Regions from separate parts of the Muntiacus reevesi genome. Here region 2 is linked to region 1. The links are chromatin contacts, called in public Hi-C maps. All regions are on one chromosome and are shown on one strand. Each heading gives the region's core, a stretch centred on a gene start, on an enhancer-like site or on the middle of the called end of the contact. The rest is flanking DNA. Distances are from core to core; before and after follow the strand shown.

Region 1 (3,957 bases), core at 569-3,068:
TTTAAGAATTAAACAGGAACACAAGTTCTCCTGGCATAGTATTTCACAATCGTTAATTTTCTTTCCCTTCTAATATTTTAAGTATCTAAAATTCATTTCAATATTTCCATGACTTGCTTTACACTAAACTACCAAAGAATATAAAAGAAATGTTAGATATAGTCCCTGACAACAAATTTAAAATGCTTTTAGTAAGCAACACACTTGTGTACATGGCACAATTAAAAAAGATCAACAGCTCCTAAACAGCTCCCTGAAAAAGTTGGGACTTAAGGTTACGAAAAGCAAATACAGAGTGAGGTAACTGAGGCGAATTTCCCTTTAAAAACAAAACAAAACAAAACAAAGCAAGCAAACAAAACCAGACCCATATATTGAAATATGGTAAGGAGGAAATTCAGGAGTGTCTAACTTTAGAGCTTGAATGGCCTTTGAGATTAATGTAGTACAGTGATTTTCAAACTGTTTCCAGATCTCTAGAAGTCCACAGATGTGAAAGAAAAGGGAAACCTAACTGGATCCCTTGCCTCATGTATTCAGCTTTGCCTACAAGGTGAAACAAAAGATTACTAGAAGAGAGCTTTGGAATTATCTGTGACTTTTAATAGTCCATATTTCTTTTGAATTCAATCAAGAAAAAGTAAATGTTCATGCAGAGTTTTGAGACACAAGTATCAACAACTATAGAAATCTGATAGACCTAGATTTGCATTGTTTTACTAACGATTTGGAAGAATAGGACACAAACTACCAATTACATCCACAAACCTTATCAACATCACCGTGAACGATAACATAACACTGCACTTTCCCTGTACCTAGGAGTTAATTAGACTCTACACATATTATTTCATAGCACATCAACCCTGAAGGCAGATTAGGGGCTCATTAATTCCTATGTTCAATTTTTCGTTTCTTGTTGATAAAGAACTAAGAAAAATAATTTTCTGAAGGACACACAAGACACGGCAGATAAGAGTCCAGACCTGAACTTGATATATATGGAATCCTTATTCTCTAACCAGGCTGCCTAATGGGGTTGAAAACATTTCATCCATTCATCATCCATCCACGAGAAATGCGTAAAAATGCACAAAAAACATCATCGCATATAAACAGTAGGGTGAAATTCGAGAAATTTAAGCTGGGTTTAAAAAAAAGAAGAAAAAGTCGACCACTGAGTGGGTTCTTTCCTGGGTTCTAGGTCCGCAACACTAGAGCCCAAAGGGAAGCCCCCTAAGGACGGTCGCCGGCCCTACTGGTCTCACTCCCTACCTCATGAAGGTTCGGAGTCCCGCTCCTTTCCCTCATGGGTACAACCCCCGTGCCGGTCCATTTCCTCACCGAGTCACAAACCAGCGCTCCCCGCCCGGCAAACTGCAGACACTGTCAAGCGCTGTGTCCACGCCGCGCGTCCCGCAGCGGAGAAGCAAGCTCGAGTCGTGAGGCAGGAAGCTGCTCAATGCGCAGCCGCCGCGGCCTCCAACCACCCGCCAGCGGAGGGGCGCTAGGCCTCCCCCGACCCGCTCTCCGCGGCCAGGGCAAGGCCAGACAAGGAAGCCGCGGCGCCGCCAGCGAGGTAAATAGCCACAGGCTTCTCTCCGTCACTCGCGGTAATTCGTGTCCTAACGGCAAGCTCTGCCCACTTCGCCTGTCGTTTTCTCCCCCGCTCCTGCAGCCGACGGGAATGGAACAGTCCCGCGGGGGGGATTGTGGGAGGCGCACGCGTGAGGGGTGGAGGGTATGTCGGGGGGGCCGGAGGAGGAGGAGGCCGCGGCGGCCGTGGCGGCGGTTGGTGGCAGTGGGGGCGGGGAAGGGGGGGAGGAGAGGAGAGGAGGTGGAGGAGGAGGCTTGGGCTCGCGCTGCTGAAGGTACGCGTGAGGGCCCGCGCCAGAGCTGGCTTGACAGGGGCCGAGGGGAAGGGGAGGACTGTGCCAGAAGGCGCCCCAGAGGGAGTGCGTACTGGCTGGCGGGCGCGCAAGGCGGCCGAAGGCGGTGGTTGGTGGGAGCAGCGAGCGACGAGCCCAGATACACTCTGGCGCGTGCGGGCGGGCGTGCGCGCTCCGCCGCCCGAGTCGGGTGAGGGGGGAGGACGAAGGGGGAAAACGCGAGGAGGGAGGAGTGGGAGGTGGGGGGGCACGAGGCGCCCTTCGCTCCCTCCCTCCCAAGGAGCTGCCGCCGCCGCCGCTCTGCCGCCGCCGCTCCCGCCGCCATTTTGGGTTCGCTTTGCGGAGGGGGAGAAGATCCCCGTCTCGGTTGCGGGACCCGCCTCCCCTCAGTTTCCCCCGCTTAGCCCCACGCCTTTCCCCTCTCCTCTCTCGCATTTCCGTCAGTCAGCTCACCCGCTGGCCGCCTCCTGACAAGCGGGAGGGATCCGCTGTGGACCAAGGGAAGCGGAGGAGCCTGGTGGCGGCCGCCCCCTCTTCCCCACTTCCCTGCACTCTCATCTCTCTCGGCCTCGGCCTCTGACACGGTGAGTAGAACCGTCTGGGGAGGCCTTTGGGCCTAAGTACTTCCTCAGCGACTCAGTCCTTGGCTTCCTGGGAGCTACTGTCATCTCCCGGACCTGGACCTCCGGGAGAGCGGTGGTAAGGATGGGGGAGGGGAGAGCAGGGAAGGGGATCCTGAGCTTACCGGGAAGTCCCTTCTGGCGGGGGTGAAGGGGTGTCCCTGACAGGCGGGCTCCTGCCTTGGGGGAGGGGGCGGGAAAGTAAGCGAGTGGAGGCGGAGTCGGCTGTGCCCCTGACAGGTTAGTTAGTGTCTTGTGGAGGAAGGATTGGAGCATCCCCCATAGTCCTGTTTGTTTCGTTTAAGGGATAAAAGTGGCAGGAGGGAAGATTTTCCGTACGGTCAGATCTGTGGTGTCTCTGACATGCTGAACTGCAGGTAGGGACGACAGATTGATCTCAGTTTCGTAAGTTTAATAAATGTTACTCGTTGCTTTGGGCATTGAAAGACATGTTTTTGGTCTAGAAGACAGATGGTCTGTTGGTGTATAGCGGCTGTGTTTGTGTGAGTATACAAGGAAGGAAAGTGTTCCGGAAGAGTTTGCTTGTATTTTTACAAGTGTAATGGAGTTCCCCATATACCAGCTTATTTTTAAAATAAAGCTTGGGATGTTCCTTGCTGGTTGATATGTTTGTGTATTTTAGGGTTTGGGATTGCCTTAATACAAGCAAAGAAAAGTCATGGCAGTATTTTGGGAATATAGCATGTAAGTGGTGGGGTCAGGAATAGGAGAAACTTATCATAGTCAGCTATTCTTAAGAATAGTTTGTTGCTCAGAATAGAGTGAATTGTTCAGATGTGAAGGCCCAGAACATCTTTACTTGAACAATGTACTGTGAGTGTATAAAGAATGGATGGAGTTTTTGTTGACCTGACTTCGTAATAGAATATTAACACTTCGTAATAGAATAAAGCTTTTATATTGTTCAGAATGCTCTTTCAGTTTGTTTGTAATTATAAATAAATCTCTGTGGAAATGGTAGGATGAGTGTTTCCTCCCATTTTACAAAATAGGAAATTGAGGCATAAAGACATAATCTTTTCAAGGTCATATTAAATTGGTGACAAACTTGGGACTATAATAGATACTTTTGAGTCCTAGTTCAGTAGTATATTCATCGTACCATGACATCTCAGGAGATCTTTGTCAGGCAGATCTGAGTTTTGGAAAGATAGGGGCATATTGAATGGTATTTGGTAGAGATCAGTTAGTTGTGCCAGACAGAACATAGGTTGTCTTTGCCAGGTTGGCCTGTGAGAGAGGGGTATTCCATTGAGGATATTACTTTTTGTTTATGGAGGAAGCAGAGCGTTTCTGACACTTGAGTTTGTCTATTTGAGGGAGGGATATTTAACTGGTAACATAGAAGCAGGGTGGGGGCTGACAGCTTAACTTTAAGGGAGAAAGGATCTTCTTTCATTAATTCAACAAATGTTTACTGAGTAACT
Region 2 (3,670 bases), core at 282-2,781, 260 kb after region 1:
TGGATCTCTTCTTCTTCTCTTTCCTGGCCACTGGAGAAATCCTGTACTGTAAGCTGGGAGAGGAAAGGGAAAGAGGAAATGCTCTTTCCAAATGCTCCTTGCCATAGAGCATCTTCACAGCCTGACTCACAGGCAGTCACAAGCCTGGCGGGTGATACAGGAGAGAGGATGGAGAAGAAGCACAATAATAACGGGGATACATGGTTTATGGGAATACATTTGAGAGTGAAATGGGGGGAAGGAGGGAGATGTACAGCAGACTAGAAAAGGTGCACTTATAGGGTGATATTGAGACAGTAAAAAAGAGGGAAGTGAAAGGAACAATGAAGGAAAGAAGAACACTAAGGGAGTGTGTATGTCTGTGGATTAAAATGACGTCTAGGTTTCCAATGGTGTTTCCAGGCTCCTGATTCACACCTCATCCTCTCTGCTCATTTAGCTCCCCAGGATAGGTGCTTTGCACATATCCTTGCCTCATCCAAAAGCTGCCCTTCATTTCCTCCAAGGACAGGGTTGCTCTCCTCCCCTAGCGACCTTGATGTAGAGGTACAGCCTGATGGGGACCATGGAATGGCCCCACCCCCACTCTTCACCCCTTGTCTCTGGTAGTCACCTAGGCGGTGTCACATGGGCAGTGGACTTGCCCCTCTGTTGCTGCCTCAAATCACTGAGTCCAGGCCCTAGCCCGCCGAATCCCATCTTCAGCACCAGGGACAGCGATCAGAGCGGCTGTCTGGACACTCCCTTTCTCCCCTTCCCTGGCATCCCTATTTTTGGGGGAGCCTGCCCTGCTGAACTAGGCAGGTACTGGGGGTAGAAATGGGGACAGAGGGGACAGCTCGGTTTCTCCTTTAGGCTGACCCTGAGTTTCGGAACATGACGAAATTTCCCAGATCCCCAGCAAGCAGAACTGGAGGAGACAACAGTCCCTAATTTCAGTATTCCCCTTGGTCCTGGTGGGGTGTCCGGTTTTTGAAATGGGAAACCCAGGTCTCTGGTGTCCGCTTGTCCCTTCCAGCTCCCCTAGCCTGAAAAGTCACCGAGAACCTCCGGCTGGGGATCCTTCACCCAAGGATTAGGTTGGGGGAAGTGACTCTGTCGGCCCACCAAGGGACCCCTGGGCCGGAAATGAAGTGTCCGTGGAGGGTGGGGCAGGCCCGGCTCCCGTGTCGCGGCCTTGGGGGTGGAAGCTGTGTCCCCTGCCCACCCTGCCGGACCCCGAGTACCGGAAGTCGCTGTACGGGTGGATGATCCAGGCCCCCGCTGACTTGACCCGCTCCTGCTCGATTTCCACTGCTTTGTGGCTGCCGAACACGCGAAGGGAGAACTTGTTGACCGTGGGCTGGAGCAGGGTCCCGAGCTGCCTCCTCTTGGTCTCGGGCCCGGGCCTGGACCCAGGGATCGGACCCGAGGCTGTGGTTGTAGATGCCGGGGCAGCAGGAGGCGCAGCCTCCAGCCCAGGGGTCGCCCCGTCGTTGGCCCCAGTCGTTGGCCGCTGCTCCGCCTCCATGACGCCCGTCAGCTTACACGTTTGGCCTCCTAGACCCTGCTGCGGCCATTCGGGACCCCTCGACCCCTCCCGGAGTCGGAGCGGGAGCAGCCGGCTGGCTCGGAGCGGAGGCGTAGTCGGCTGGGAACTGCCAGAGCGCCGGGCGGAGGGGGTGTGTGCGACAGACTCCGAGGGCGGCGGGCGGGTCGCGCTGCGCCCCCTGGCGACAGCCGAGCGGAGGCTGGGCAGGGCGGGCGGAGGCGGGGTCGACCGAGAGCCATCTCGGAAAGAGGTGGGACCAATGTAGTCCGTAACCCGAGGGACACTGAAGCAGGCGTGGCTTAGCCACTGTGGGCCGTCCTCCAAGTATAGGAAGAGAAGGTGGGGAAACGCTGCCAAAGCCAACAGAGAGGGCGTGGTCTAGGGCTGAAGGGCTTTTATCCACTGAGCGCCAGGGAGGCGGAGCCGCCCGCAAGTGGCGGGAAAACCGGACGCTGGTTGTAGCTCGTGAGGCTTGGGAGGGCGAGGAACTGGGAACCATTGGAAGAGATGGGGAATGGCTTTTGAGCTTCCTCTTATCCACTCTGCCTTACGGACTTCCTGCATTTCACTTTTTTTCCCCTCTCAACACTCTCCTAGGCATACTCATTTCCTCTGACGTCTTGATATTACTCCCTCTAGTATTTCATTTCCAAACTCATCTGCCGGCCCCTCACCAAGAACTCTGCCAGTCACTGCGTGGACGCTGAGGATACAAGGATGAACACAAAGTCCTGTCCATAAAGCCAGCGCTTGTCTATGCTTTCAGGCTGGACAGGTAAATTATAGTGCTATGTGATGGAAAGGGCTGTAAATTCTCTTTTGAGGGGCGGGGTGCTGTGCTAGGCAGCTTGCAGGATCTTGGTTTCCTGACCAGGGATTGAACTTGGGCCTTTGGCAGTGAAGGTGCAGAGTCCTAACCACTGATTTGGCAGGGAATTCCCTAAAAGTTATTAAATATCTCAAATTCTTCCCCTTATTTCCACTTCTTGTCACTGCCTTATTTCAAGTGCTCAGAATTTGTTCACCTAGATTATTTCAGATGCCTCTTAAGGGGTCTCTAAACTCTCTCGGGGCAATTAGTTTCCCACAGTCTGCCAGAGTTACCTTCCTAAATCCAAATGTAGCTTTATCACTTGCTTAATGTCCTTCAACGTCCCCATCTTCTATGGGATTACAGTTAAACTCCTTAGAATGACATCAAGGCCCTGTAAAATCTGGACCTAGTTTTAACAACCTCTCTTCTGATAGTTCCTCTCTTGAAAGCCAGGACTCCAATTCTGTTTAAATGCTTTGTTCTGCTTTGTCTCTAGACCTTTGTATTTTCTCTGCCTGGTCTTCTCCAATTCACTTTTCAACAGTTGGTTCAGATGTCATCTCCTCTAGGAAACCTAGATTTGCATTTATAACTCTTTTCAAGCTAGGGTCTAGTCTACAGCTTTCCTACAGTGACCAGGGCACCACTGTTCATAACATCTCTTGTCACAAGGCTGCCATTATTTTATGGAAGAGAAGGTCTTTCTCTTCCATTAGACTATGGAGCTCTGAAACAGGAGCCTTACACCTGACACAATGCTAAACACAAAGTGGACACTTAGTAAATGGTTGTTGAATGAAAAAGGGAAAGTGTTCATGGAAGAGGAAGTGAACTACACTTCCTCCTCACCTCTTCATTACCCTTCCTCATCTGTTTTAGGAACTTTTTCTAAACTATTTCTGGCCAACTGATGTAAGCTCCATCTGATTATCTTCCATCCTGGCTCCCCTCTGATATTTCTTTACTTGAATATAGTTATCCTCAGGTTATTCTTTTCATTTCCCTTATTATTACTCAATTCCTTCTATAGCGTCTTTAACTCACCTAGTTTTTCTCAACGCCTCCTTCTTTTTCCTTTTTATTTTTTAATTCAGTAAATTTACACTTCTCATATATTACGTGTAAGTACGTAACATAAAGTTCTCAAATTTTCCCTTTGGCGCTTGATTCTCCATCAATCCATTTTTCAAACCTTACCTCTAAGGCGATGACCCGCCCCTCTCCCAAAAGTGCATAGCTTTTGTTCAAGAGGAAAGGTGGGAGTACTCTTAGCTGTGGTTAGGTTGCCGAACTGTTTTATAAGAACTGAATATTTAGAGGCTATG

The links. A called contact is a pair of places that touch in the nucleus more often than the background predicts.
Region 2: a contact with region 1 is called in a Hi-C map of blood, with 3 times the contacts expected there. The contact joins the promoter of HCN3 here to the promoter of ASH1L in region 1. A contact is called at or near these places in 2 of 3 Hi-C or Micro-C datasets (blood and muscle).

The regions. Positions count from the first base shown.
Region 1 is chr1:77,923,759-77,927,715 of mMunRee1.1, forward strand. It overlaps ASH1L (ASH1 like histone lysine methyltransferase), which reads left to right and starts at 1,819. Exons shown (of 28, transcript XM_065902482.1): 1 at 1,819-1,871. It overlaps DAP3 (death associated protein 3), which reads right to left and starts at 1,427. Exons shown (of 14, transcript XR_010658628.1): 1 at 1,276-1,427.
Region 2 is chr1:78,188,367-78,192,036 of mMunRee1.1, forward strand. HCN3 (hyperpolarization activated cyclic nucleotide gated potassium channel 3) reads right to left here and starts at 1,532. Exons shown (of 7, transcript XM_065902683.1): 1 at 1,227-1,532. The coding sequence starts at 1,510.